Linked DNA regions of Triticum aestivum: region 2 is linked to region 1. Evidence: chromatin contacts called from public Hi-C data. All regions are on one chromosome and are shown on one strand. Each heading gives the region's core, a stretch centred on a gene start, on an enhancer-like site or on the middle of the called end of the contact. The rest is flanking DNA. Distances are from core to core; before and after follow the strand shown. Region 1 has its middle 10 kb from the start of LOC123143435. Region 2 holds the start of LOC123143490 (protein N-terminal glutamine amidohydrolase).

The links. A called contact is a pair of places that touch in the nucleus more often than the background predicts.
Region 2: a Hi-C map of leaf shows a contact between it and region 1, with 2.5 times the contacts expected there. The contact joins the promoter of LOC123143490 here to the enhancer-like site in region 1. A contact is called at or near these places in 2 of 5 Hi-C or Micro-C datasets (leaf and root).

The regions. Positions count from the first base shown.
Region 1 is chr1A:432,044,897-432,051,811 of IWGSC CS RefSeq v2.1, reverse strand. No RefSeq gene overlaps it. Among protein-coding and RNA genes, the nearest start is that of LOC123143435, 10 kb to the right of the region's middle. Within about 2 kb of position 3,506, at least 4 of the 8 cell types and tissues checked have an H3K27ac peak or open chromatin away from gene starts, as enhancers often do. A contact at or near this core is called in leaf and root, where this site is marked.
Region 2 is chr1A:432,082,088-432,089,002 of IWGSC CS RefSeq v2.1, reverse strand. LOC123143490 (protein N-terminal glutamine amidohydrolase) reads left to right here and starts at 2,895. Exons shown (of 6, transcript XM_044562454.1): 1 at 2,895-3,054; 2 at 3,840-3,945; 3 at 4,097-4,174; 4 at 4,814-4,947; 5 at 5,901-6,025; 6 at 6,286-6,651. The coding sequence starts at 2,933. The coding sequence ends at 6,449.

The DNA of each region.
Region 1 (6,915 bases), core at 2,257-4,756:
ACCTGATCGCCCCTCTCCCGTACAGGATCATGAGAGGCGGGGTTCCAGAGGCCTGCTGTCCCTTCTCGCGGTGCACGCCGGAAGGAGGGATGGAGAAGACTTGCTTGGCGGCGCAATGATCTGGAACGGTGGTAAGAAACCATACGAAGCGGCAGCGGTTAGGGTAGACGTCTGCCTGACTATATAGTGCGGGCCGGGTAGGTCGTGAGAGTAAACCTCACGTCCGAGTCGTCACGATCCAAAAGAATCGGAAGTAATTAACGCGTACGTTAATTATTAATTAATGACTCATTAATTTTCCCATGCGGCAAAAATATAGACAATGTGCATAGCTCTGTCCTCGGCTCGGCTCAATCCCGCAACCCGCGGCGCGTCTTGACGAGGCGAGGAGGAGGAGTGCGCGTGTAGGTCACCTCTTCTCATGCTCGTACAAGTGGTAGAAGAGCTCACCTTATAAAGATGTGCAACTCTCTCTCAACTTCCGGGGTGGGACTAAACTTTAGCCTCACTCACTCTACTCACATGTGTGCATGAATGGGCCAAGAGAATTTTAGTTGGCTTTGGGCCAAAGGCCTACTAGCCAAATTCCAACAATATCTTCACTCTTAGAGGAATTTTGAGCTTCCACAATTTCCTGTTATCTACCGGAACATCACAACGAACCATTGCATTGTACGTGAATTTGACTGAAAATTTGCCATTCTGATGCAAATTGCATCGAAAAATCTCCGGCTCACCTGATAGTTGAATGTTCTCCAGACGAGTGAGTAATTCATTCCATGCTGCCTGGCGAGGGCCTAAAAGGTCCCTGCAAAAAGAAATATCATGGTTTTCTTATCTAAAACTTGTTTGATCGTTACAAATTTATGTCTGACAATCCTGTACAAGCTCGGGTATTGCACCATGATTGGGTTGTTCTCTAGTCTTCTCAGAATCGAACCTGAGAACCGTCCCTAACCGGGAAGGTTCCAAATTGGAAAAAAAATTCCTTCACCTTCATCACGCCACATAAAAAAAATATGAATCCCCATAACTTGAGAAATGGCATTGGATCCCACATATTTGTTACGAATGATTTTCTGCCATACTCCATTTTCAGTGAAACTAGTTGTCGCTCAGATAAATATATCTAGCGGAAAGCGTAGTGGTTTTGATACGGGCGGCGCCCATGTGGAGACGGTGATCGCCTGATCGACGACGGGTCAAGACGAACGTGGCGGTCGCTGTTGTTGGCCTCGCCGGAGGAAAAGGGGGCCGGCTGGGGCTGTGTTTCTGTCTGCGTGTCCGGTCCCGGCTCGCACCTGGGACAGGTAGATACATACCAGCGGCGCCGGTACGCATGCCATCTTTGCTCTTTCGACCTTTCCCCTCGTCGTCGTCTCTCTCAGATGCTGCTTTGTGTTTTTGTTTCTTCCCAGCCCTTGATGCCTACCTGCACCGCTCCATGATCCGCACCAGACGGACGGAGGCTGAACACACCGACAACCAGTCACACACGCGCGCGCAAATTACAGGGGAGCAACAACTGTAAAAGAGGAGTATTTAACAAAAAACCACCACATTTCGTGGAACCATGTCTATAAACTATCACTTTATAAATTTGTGCGAAAACTATCATTTTTTGTTTAATCTTTGACTAAAAACTATCATATCAGGAAAGTGCCCAAGTTGACTCTTCTAAACACCTCTCTGACAGGATGGGCCCACCTGTCAGCATTAATCTTTTTTCTCCTCTCTCTGGCATTTTCTCAAACACCTCATGTGCACTTCGCCGCTCTGCCCCGCCGGCCGGCGAGCCCCGCCACCTGCGTCGCCCTCCCTCCTAGCCCAGCCGCCTGCTCGCCTTAGCCATGGCGGCCGCCATCGTGCCAATGCCTCGCCTATCCCCTTCGCCGGAGGGGGGGGGGGGGACGGGACGGGAGAAGGAGGGCGTAGGTCAGCGCCCCCGAGCAGCGGCAAGCAGTAGCAACGAGCTCTCCTTGGTCTACTTCTCTTCTCTCTAGCCCCTCCTGCTCCTAAACTGCCCCATGCTCCCGTCGGGCGACGCCGAGAAGCAGCCAGCAGCAACGGCAAGTAGCAGCAGCAAGCGGCGGCATGCAACAGCAGCTAGCGGCGACATGGGGTAAACAACAGCAGCTAGTGGCAGCCGGCAGCATGCGGCAGCGACAGCGGCAAGCGGCAAACAACTCCAGCTGGCCGTTGTACGCGCGTGAGCTAACTAGGCCATCGGCGGCGAGGGACGCCGGCGGAGCGGTCTGGCAGGCTGCCATGGCCTCGACTGGGAGACCAGCGCCGGAGAGGTGCTTGGCCGGGCTCGCCGGCCGGCAGGGCAGAGCGGCGGAGTGCATATGAGGTGTTCGAGGAAATGCCAGAGAGAGAGGAGGAAGAAGATTAATGCTGACAGATGGGCTCATCTTGTCAGAAGGGTGTTTAGAAGAGGCGAATGGGACACTTTTCCGACATGATAGTTTTTAGTCAAAGATTAGACAAAAAGTGGTAGTTTTCCATAAATTTATAAAATGATAGTTTGTAGGTTCGGTTCCACGAAATGTGTAGTTTTTTGTTAAATACTCGTAAAAGAGAAACATTTTACGCCTTCCGTCCCATTTTAACCGTCGGTTCAGAGAAACCAGATTGTTTTCAGAAATACTAGCAGCAATCAAACCGGTGCGCCTTCGCGGTCACGGGAATGTGGCCGCTGTGCTGTGGCTGAACGGATCGGAGCGGCCGTACCGCCACTCCTTAATTTATTGGTGGGCAGGCAATAATTAATCAATCGATTGGATCAAGTTAATGTAATCTCAGTCAGTGCACCATGGCGCATGTGACAGCAGCCCGACTAGTACGCCACCGTACTAGTATATAATTGAGCCGGAAGAAGCAGAACAGAAGATAGTGGAAGCGATCAAGCCAGTTCCCTCTCTGACGTGGGGATGGGATTTGGAACTAACCTAGTCCTAGCCGGCACGCGACGTACCACTGGGCGCTCCATCCGGCCGGCGACCCCCCTCAGCTCACGTGCCCGCCATACGGCTAATCTGACACTACTATATTTCTTTCTGACAAAAGGAACATATCATGGGCTAATCTGGCCTTTGGTGGTTAACTCTTTTCAATTTTCATAGTTCCTGCCAGTGCACTGCTGGTACTTCTTCTGGCCGGTCACAAGTTCAGTCATTTTTTGCCGTCGAGCTCCTGCACCGGACGAAATGGTTTTTTAACGGCATGAATTTACCAAGTTGACTTCAGAGATTCTACTCTAGACTGTCTTGTCAGCACCGGTAAGGTTGCGGCTTATTTTACGAGCGGTGGCCGTGAGACGATTTGGCAATGGGTTGTTGGAAGCAACTCAAAGAAAAAAAGTTGTTGGAAGAGTCCATCACGACTGGCGTGGCGAGCCGCCGATCGATCAGCCGGTGACATCCCGGGCCCTGCAAGGGTACGGCGTAGGCGTAGGCGTTGTGCGTGCGTCGACACGAAAAGGGCCCTCCGTCCGTCTAGATGAGGCCGGAGCACAGTTGCGCCCATGGATTTTGCGGGTGGTTCATCTGCTCCCATGCACGCCTGTACGTGGATGGCCTACCCGAAATGACACGACCCCGCGGCGAGGCCGTACAAAACCGGGTGATCTGATTGATCTGCCGTCCCATCGTACTCCTAGTTGCGAAGGAAACTATACCGCTTCTTCCTTGCGATCGAAGCTCAAAGTGTGTGTGCGCTTCCCGCAGCAACAACAGGCCAAGTGGGTGTGATTGTTGTTCATAATAGTGACAGCAGGCCAAGTGGGCTCGGTTTTTCTTTTTTCGACAAACGATAATATATCAATATCAAGATGATAAAATACACCCGGGCTCTGCAACAACTCAATGCCACGAGCAACTCGAGGCATCAAGGATGCACACAGTCAAAAAAAAGGAAAAATAACAAAAGCAAAACACGAAGATCTAAGGCACGCCGTAACCCACAACGATACCAAGCACTACCGTGACAACACACGGGCTGCGAGTAGGTTCTTCAAAAGCAACGTCTTCAAGAAGATAAGGACACACAAGTGTCACCGGTGCCGGATTCAGTCAAATACTAAACCCCGAGTTTTCATCCTAAGAGAATAACTGAGCAACATCATGTAACGCCTTCAACAAGGTAACGATATCAAAATATCGCCATTGCTAGGTATAACCGACGAAGGACACACCATGGGTTTTCACCCTGAAACTCCAGTCCCGGTACTGAAGTAGCACCACCAAACGCAACCATGAAGCGTTGTTGCAACCGCTGGAGCACCCCCTTCATTCCTTCAATTCTTGACAATGCCGAACACAGACAAACGCCCACATGCGTAGTGTTCTAGACCACTCGACAATGAATATGCATAATCCTCGTGCACAAGGACCATGGAACATCACATCTCAGAACGTCTTCAGCCTGAATGTTTGGCAGTCCAACCATTGTCCATTGCTCACACTGTCACACACACAGTTATGATGGGAAAAGTTGTGCTCCTATGAGCTTGTTGACGGGCGACGACGCGTCTGCCAGGAGCCACCGAAACCCACGATAAGGGCACCTTCGGCAGACCCATGCCATCCTCGCCATCAGCTGATGATGAACTTGGGAAAAGGATCCCTTCAGTTGTCCAACTGCAGTCGTGGTCGTCCATGTCCCTAATCCGCATATTGGAATCAGATCGGATCACAGTCATACCGCAAGTGACCGCCGCCGCCATGGATGGCGTCTCCGTCTTCAAATCTTGATCTAGCGCCGCACAAGTCGCCGCGGCCAGCACCACCTAGATCCATAGGCGGCCGCCGCGCTGCCCTCGCAGCCGCTCCAGCCATGCCACCCCGAGAAGGTTGAGGCCACCGCCCCGTTTCCGAGCTCCGCCAAGCGCCAATGTCGTCTAGGGCGGCCCCCAGGCAAGACCGGAGGTCCCCTCGGCAGGAGAGGGCGAGAGCCCGCCACCGCCGTCCACCGAACGGGTCTTACCCGTTGGTTTCCTCCGGCGGCGGCGGGGTGGATGGAGGAGAGGGGAGACGGGGGCGGCGGCTAGGGTTTCACCCGGCTGCTATTCGTTGGCCCATAGACTCAGAGTGAACCAGTCTATTCGTTGGTCCATAATACTTCATTGATATTCAGTAATCAATGAAGTATTGTTATTCTAAAAAAGGAGTGAATTTTGGTTTTTAACCCTTAATTTTAGCATTTTTGACATTAGTTATCTCATTTAACAAATTTTCATCCAGATTACCCCATTTAGTGACAATCTTGACTGTTTTTGCCCCTTTTAATTTCTAAGTGTCTTCTTGCAAATATCGTGTTTTACTCGGGAGTCGAGACTAAGTGCCCACGCATGCATTTCTATTAAAACAAAAGATCTCATCCTATTATGTTAATAATTGGTACTACTAATTTTAAATGGACACACATCATTGGAGCTCAACTAAGAAACACATGTCCGACAATAGCACTGCAGACATGTAAAATAGGATGTGATGTTTTTATTTGATGATCTCCTAAAGTGTAAAATAAATGCTTCCTCCGATGTTCTGCGTCAAGGAAAAAAACTAAACTATCATCACATTAAACCTACGAACCACAACCCATAATGCAAAATTCAACGTACCTGACCGCTCAAGATAATTGTTCGTCTTTCCCACGATCTGGTGCACACATACACCTGATAACCATGAGAAAAAAAAGCAGGTGCGGCTAAACCAAGTGACCGGTTCACGCAATGGAAAAAAACACCATGAGGAATCTGATGGCGGGGAGTTAGCTCGTAGATCTCTCAAAAGAATTACTGGGTAAAACCTGGCAAGACTTTTGCTAAATGAGGTAATCTGGATGAAATTTAGTGTCAAAGATGTTAAAGTAAGGGGTAAAAACTGGAAACTCTAAAAAAAAAGTGTCACGAGCTATACTTGTAACCTACCCCATGACTCCCAGCCGAAGGTAGGATATCAAGTAGAAATGCCAAACAGCGGTGGTGCTACATTGTGCCCGTGAGACCGTGATGTCGAGTGGAATCACATGATTTGGATGTAAGTTCTTAACTGCACTAATACACTAGTGTTTAGGTGAAGTTTGTCTGCGTGTAAGCACATGAAATATAGCTTTGGCATCGCTTGTTCCGACTCCTAGCGCTGTCACTGGTGCCAATGACACATCATAGTTTATGTTATCATGTTAGTTATGACTTGCGAGCTTTTCCACCATTAATTGCGCTCATCACACATCTTAACCTTTAATCACGCACTGGGTGACTCACGTAACGTGAGGACGTTCATGCAGCCTACTGCTAGTTTCAGCAGTACCATGTACAGTGCACCAGTATATAAAAACAGAAGGAGTTGATCAATTGTCCTTAATAATGGCATAAAAGCGCCAGCGAATTCACCATCTACGGGTACTCCAAATGTCCAAATCTACTCGCGCTAGCTGTTGTCAAGCTCAGATCGTAGCTAGGCCAGGCCATGCCAGGTAGCGAGGCAAGAACAGTATAAATCACTCTCATAGCACATCGTAGCACAAAGTCCAAAACTCATAAGTCAAGAAAGTGATCGGACACACGGAGTACTCGACAAAATTCTGGCAATTATTGCTCCTCGCGCACCTTACTTCGCTTTGAAATCCAATCAAGTCACATTCCATGCTACACCCATGTGGGCTTCGTGTTGCTGCCGCGATGAGCGTTTGGAGTGGAGCTATGGCCGACGATGACGCTTAGGCCAACTCCACCGCGCGACCTCATTCTGTATGGCCTCGTTTGTTTAAGGTAAAACGGACAAATGAGGCGGCCCAGCGCGCGACGGTTTGAAATCATCTGGTCCGTTTTGTGTCCGGACCGACTCATTTTAAACGCAAACTTGCATCAGATTTAGGTCAATGCGGACACCGAACGAACGCGCCGCTCGT
Region 2 (6,915 bases), core at 1,646-4,145, 38 kb before region 1:
GGTATTATGAGTTTATGTGTTTTGATGTACCGAAGGTAGTTCGGAGTCCCGGGTATGACCATGGACATGTCGAGGAGTCTCGAAATGGTCGAGACATAAAGATCAATATATTGGACGGCTATATTCGGACACCGGAAGTGTTTCGGGTGATTTCGGAGAAAACTGGAGTACCGGAGGGGTTACCGGAACCCCCGGGGAAGTAGTGGGCCTTAGGGGAGAGATAGGGCAGCACCCCAGGAGGTGGCGCCCCCCCAAGGGGAGTCCGATTAGGACTAGGGGAGGGGGCGCGGCCCCTCTTTCCCTCTCCCTCTCCCTCTCTCTTCCTTCCCCCTTCCTCCTTCCTAGTAGGACTAGGAAAGGATGAATCCTACTCCTACTAGGAGGAGGATTCCTCCTCTCCTTGGGCACCACTAGGGCCGGCCGGCCTTCCCCCTTGCTCCTTTATATACGGGGGCAGCGGGGCACCCTAGGACACACAAGTTGATTGTTCCAAGCCGTGTGCGATGCCCCCTTCCACCATAATCCACCTCGACCATATCGTAGCGGTGCTTAGGCGAAGCCCTGTTCCAGTAGCAACATCATCACCATCATCACGCCATCGTGCTGACGAAACTCTCCCTCGAAGCTCTACTGGATCGTGAGTTCGCGGGACATCACCGAGTCGAACGTGTGCAGATTGCGGAGGTGCCATACCTTCGGTGCTGGGATCGGTCGATCATGAAGACGTACGACTACATCAACCGCTTGTCATAACGCTTCCGCTTACGGTCTACGAGGGTACGCGGACGATACTCTTCCCTCTCGTTGCTATGCATCACCATGATCTTACGTGTGCGTAGGAATTTTTTTGAAATTACTGCGTTCCCCAACAAACATGGCCAAAGAACCACCGCACCGCTAGCAGTAGCCAAACCACCAGCTCCAATCAAGCCACAACGCAACGACCGCAACCCTTCAGCCCCAGATCGGTAGCAACAAGACCATGCTAGCCATGCGCCCCAGATCCAGACGACATCTTTGTCTCTCTTATCCTCGTACCTGCTGATCTCTTCGAGAGGGAACGATATTTTTAGGCATGAGAGCTCCTAATTATCGCCCTTTGCGCCAGTTACCGACCCAGCTCTCACGCGCCCTTCTTGCCTGGGTCGGCCCAACAAGTGAGCAATTCGCGCTGCCAATAAGAGAAAACTTCACTCGATCAACGCTTGGTGGTCGACCGTTGACTTTTGAAAAAGGTTCACAAATTTGGAAAAAGAATTTGTGGGTTTGAAAAATGCTCATGGATTTTAAAAACTTCACAGATTTGTTAAAAGTTCGCGCATTACAAAAAATGTGAATTTGTAGAATGTTCATGAATTTGGGAAAGGTTGTGAATTTGAAAATGTTTCATGAAATTTGTTTTAAAACACAAAATTCAAAAAAATCATGAATTTGAAAAAAAATCATATTTTTGTGGGAAAAGTTTATGAAATTAAAATAAGTTAATTTAAAAATCATGGGTTTATTTATTTTGCAAATTTTAAAAAGGGTTCACTAACATGAAAAAGTTTGCAAATTTTTAAAAAGAACAAAAATGAAAGAATACAGACCAAGAAAACCAAAAGAAAACCGTCCTAGAAGAAGACTAGCATGGACCGGTCCATTTATCATGTAGCGAAAAGCTTCCTGTGCGCCGAAATCACTAATTAAAGAGTACTCGTTGCAAAGAACACTCCACTTCCCCATGTTGCGACAAGTGGCACACACGCAGCGCGCCACTTGTCGCAACCTGAGAGTTTTCCCTTGTTTCGTAGATCCGTTTATTCAAAACATTTTATCTTTTAAACCGTGCGTCCAAATCTCGAACCGTTTTCATCACTGGATTCCTCGCGTCGAGATCTTCAAAACTAGATCTTATGTTAATAGGTTTTGATGAACTTTTTTTATGAAAAAAACCGGAGGAAAATAACCAGGCAAAAAAACCGAATCGGGAGCACGTTTTTTTTCCTTTCCGAAAGAGGCACGACTGTGCCTCTCGTGAAATCACACCCGTGCCTCTTGTGAAAGCAATACCGTGACTCTCGTGTAAGGAAAAAAATAGAAAACGCGCTTTTTTTCGTTTCCGAGAGGCACGACCGTGACTCTCGCGAAAGCACAACTATTCTCTCGCGGAAAGCAAAACCATGACTCTCGCGAAAGAAAAAAAAACAGAAAATGCGTATTTTTTTCCCTTTCTGAGAGGCACGGCCGTGACTCTCACGAAAGCACAACCTTGCCTCTCGCAGAAGCAAAACCGTGACTCTCGCGAAAGAAAAAAAACAGAAATCGCGTTTTGTTTTTCCCTTTCCGAGAGGCACGGCCGTGGCTCTCGCGAAAGCACAACCGTGCCTCTCGCAGAAGCAAAACCGTGACTCTCGCGAAAGAAAAAAAAGAAAACGCGTTTTTTTTCCATTTTCGAAAGGCACGGCCGTGACTCTCGCTAAAGCACAACCGTGACTTTCGCGGAAAAAAACGTGTTTTTTCGTGCAAAAAAAATTTCAAATTTTTTTTATCAAAAAGCTAAGGAAGACCGGGAGAAAACCAAAACATTAAAAAAAACCAGGAAAAAACCGTTTAAAAAGCCGAAAACACATGCAGAAAAATAAAAAAAAAATCCGAAGGGAGCGTCTAGAGCGCGGCACGTGGCGAATGGCTGAGAGCGCGCCAAGTGGCGCTGATCATTGCGAGGCTCTCGAAGGAGCGCTCGTTAACTAGTTACTCCCCTTGTGCGCTCTGTACCAATCTAACCAGCTTCTGAAGCGCTAATATTATTTTTTTGAGAAATTCTGAAGCGCTAAATTGGGATTAGAACAGTTGCTGGGCCCGAATAAGCCCATAGTTGCCTTGACACCCCCACAGCCCACGAGCGACAAGCCCTTATTCTTCTTGGCTGCCGCCAAGCACTCGCGTCTCTATGGCTGACGACGGAGCAGCCGCCGGCGTAGACCCCTCTCCTTCCTCTCCCCCTATCCATCCGGCGGCACCGGACAACCCGCCCATCGATGCCGCATCCTTCACCCACACCCCGTACTACTGGTAATCGATCTCTCCGCCCTGATCCATTCTTGCTCAGATTGGGTACAACCATGGCTCCAACACATATTGTTAATTCTTCCTGCCGTGCTCGGCCACAGGAAATTCTGGGCAGGAGGTGGAAAGGTTTCTTAATGATGAGGATAGACCTTTCCTACCCAGTTATTTACCTGTATAAAGATTTTACTGATTCTGTTGAAGATGCTTGAGTATGTGAGTGATGTGCTGAATGGGAATGGAGACTAGGGTTGAGATATAGGATTCAGTTCATATTTCTCGTTCTAGGCTTAAAACCTTGACTCTTAGAGTGAAATCATATTTGAAGTTGAATGAGGCACTTGCTAGGAACAAGATCGTGCTGAAGCTTGTAACCATAAACTACTCTAGTTGCTAATTGCTAGTACCTACAAACAAATATGCAATTTATTTGGTGTGCAATTGGAGATTAGATTGATTTAATTAATTATTAGCTTTACTGAGTGATTCAACATTGCTTTAAAAGTCACCCTTTGGAAGAAGCTTGTACACAATGAGGATGATTCAACAACTACAGTGGTTATCTTGTTATTGGTTTATTGCATGCCACTTCTCCTAAACCATCATATATAATGTGTAATGGGCAGATTTCCTTATTTATTTCACGTGTGTTGAATTATTGATTTTCGTTCTCTTGTTTTACTCTCTTCTAAAGTGTGTCTCTCAAGCTTATACATACCACAGTCAAAATTCAAGTATTTTTTTTATTTTTATTCATTGAATAACGGTTGCGTTTAATTTTCACTGTGTAGTGAAGAAAATGTGTACTTGCTATGTAAGGAACTGATTAGAGCTGGACTTGCTGATCCTGCGGGCAATGACCTTTATGCTGTTTTCATATCAAATGAGGAAAAGAAGGTGATTTTATCTTATATTCTGTACTATGCTTCTATTCTTTTAGTGTGTGTATTTGTTGCTTTTGTTAGCTCCATTTTAGTTCGTAGTGCAGATATTTTCCTTTTTTATATTGATTTTTATGGTTTATGTTGTATTTTCCTTGGAATTTCAGATTCCCCTCTGGTATCAGAAAGCAAGTCGTACTAATGATGGATTTGTCTTGTGGGATTACCATGTAATCTGTATCCAGGTAAAAGCTATATTAGATAAGTGTCGCTTTTCTCTATAGCTTGGTATTATGATTGAGCTCTACGAGAATTTAATTGTTTTTTTTGTGAATTGTGAGAGGTTTTAGATGAAGTAAGAGACCTTAATTGTGAGAAATAAATTAGAAGTAAGGGCATGTTTGGATCTTCGTGCACTTAGCCCCACAAATATAGGCTAGCATGACTATTTGGGCAACGATTTGGTTTACCATAACATGTTTGGCATGCCAAAGTTGCTTAACACCATGGTTTACGTGTCAGACACGGTTGCTAGCCAAGAGTTGCCTAATCTATTTGTGATGGCCAACCAATTATCCCATTTACCATGTTTTGTTTCTGGTTTTACAAATGAAACTTATCCTAAGTAAGAATGGTAGGCTTTGGAATCTAGATTTGTTTTCATGTATGGGTTCCCATATGTTTTTATTATGCTTTATTGATGTCTATAAGATGAAAAATGGACAGTAGGGAGATGCTGTGATCGATGTGGCATTCTGATACATCATTGTTAGTACTCAGCTTTGATATATGCATTGAGATTTGGATTTATTGCTTATATAAAATCATTGCTTTTGTATGAGTAACATTTCATGGTACCTAATCATTTGGTGTGCATATGAAAGTCTAGGCGAAACAAAGGAGATGTTCTTGATCTTGTTTGGGATTTGGACTCCAGTCTTCCTTTCCCTTCTCCATTCCTCCAGTACGTTGCTGATGCCATTCAACCACTAGCATTTGGCGACTCCATCTATGCAAGGTAAGGTTCTGTTGCTCTAGGTGTAACATTGGTGAGATAAAATTGTGATGGTGTCCATGCAAGATTACTCTTAAACAATGTGTCAATCTCCTCATATAGGCGAAACCTGATGCATATTAGTTCGGAATTACTCTTTTTTGTATGCAATTGTTTTATTGACTGATGCAGGACATGATAGCCTGTGTTAGTTACACTGATACAAGATAGTGTAGATGGGACGTGAAGTTTTTGCACGCGAGCTCAAATGAGCTTGGGTGAACAGTAAATTCGAAAAACATTTAAAAAATGTTCAAAAAAATCTGAATTTTTTTTATGGTAAACTTTGACAAATGTTCTAAGAGCTTGCAAAGTTTCATCATGAAATCACATTTGTGGAAGTCGTGGCAAAAAAAACAAAGTCTATAATCACATTTGTGGAAGTCGTGGCAGAAAAAACAAAGTCTATATACTCTGAAAAATGCTACTTTCGAAAGTATTTTGGAGCACTGATTTAGTTTTTTTTTTTGCCATGACTTCCACAAATGTGATTTCATGATGAAATTTTGCAAAGTCGTGGCAAAAAAAAACAAAGTCTATATACTCTGAAAAATGCTACTTTCGAAAGTATTTTGGAGCACTGATTTAGTTTTTTTTTTCCATGACTTCCACAAATGTGATTTCATGATGAAATTTTGCAAGCTCTTAGAACATTTGTCAAAGTTTGCCATAAAAAGTTCAGATTTTTTTGAACATTTTTTTAATGTTTTTCGGGTTACTGTTCATTTGAGATCAGGTGTAGAAGGGGACTTTCATGTTACTTATGTTCTCATCCTTGGTTAGAACCATTCTGCTCCGCTATCTGTGTAAATCCCAATAGGGATACATGTCTGCGTTGAAATATAGGGGGGCATGAATGATAGTTTGTTTTGGGGGTTGAAAATCAGTACTAACTATCTACCAGCTACTGTTTACAGACTTTTCCGTGTAGTTCATGGTCCGGTATTTCTTCGATCATTTGCATCAGACAGAAGTCACATGAAGGACCCCGTGGGGAATTGGATTGAGTTACCCCCAAAATATGAACCAATTGTTGCGGAAGGTATCAGATTGTATGCCTGAACCATCTTGTTGTGAAAATTCATTGCACCATCATATTCTCCTAGTCATCAAGTAGTTCCCGGAACAATCAGTCGTGCATAGGAAATTTACATGTCTAGACACACAATGAGAAGCAGTAACAAAGTTATTAGAAACTGAAAATTATCTCTGGTAGTATGTTGAATTTATATAGCTGCACGGTATCTTTCCAGTTCATAGTTTGGAACACGTTTACTCATTTGTACTTCCAACCTGTTTCAGATGGAAGCACAAATAACCTGAATGAGTACATTGCCATGACTAATAATGATGTCGGAGACCTGGAAAGCATGGTTAATGATGTCTACCACAAGAAACATGGAGTGGTGATAAACGAAACGTTGCTCCCCATGTTCTTCTCCCGGTTGCCTGAATGGCATCCTTAAGAGGAGCCCTTTGAGATATCTTGATTGGCTTGTCCCAACGGTTGAGTACTTGGTAGTGAATTGAGATCTTATGAACCAGACGTACTGCCTATCTGGAGTTTGTTAATCAAACAGTATCGCGCTTGTCTAATGATGTTGTGATAGGCCATATATTATTTCGAAGTTATTATTACTGGTGTTGTTGAGTTACTCAAACCTGAAATGATGAAACTGTTTTGTCAGCATTGTTTGATTACTTAATATCAAGGACCCTATCTACCGAACTTTTTTTTGGGGGGCGATGAATATCAACCAAACTGATTGATTGCGCCGTTTTTATATATACGTGTCCGACTTAAAAAAAAATCTCTGTGCTCTGAATAGAGTGTATAAATGAGAGAAACATGCGTCTCAACAGCGCCAGCTGCGCTCTTCTAACAACCAGAATAATACTATCTTATCCCTAAACCACCACGTTAATAATAGC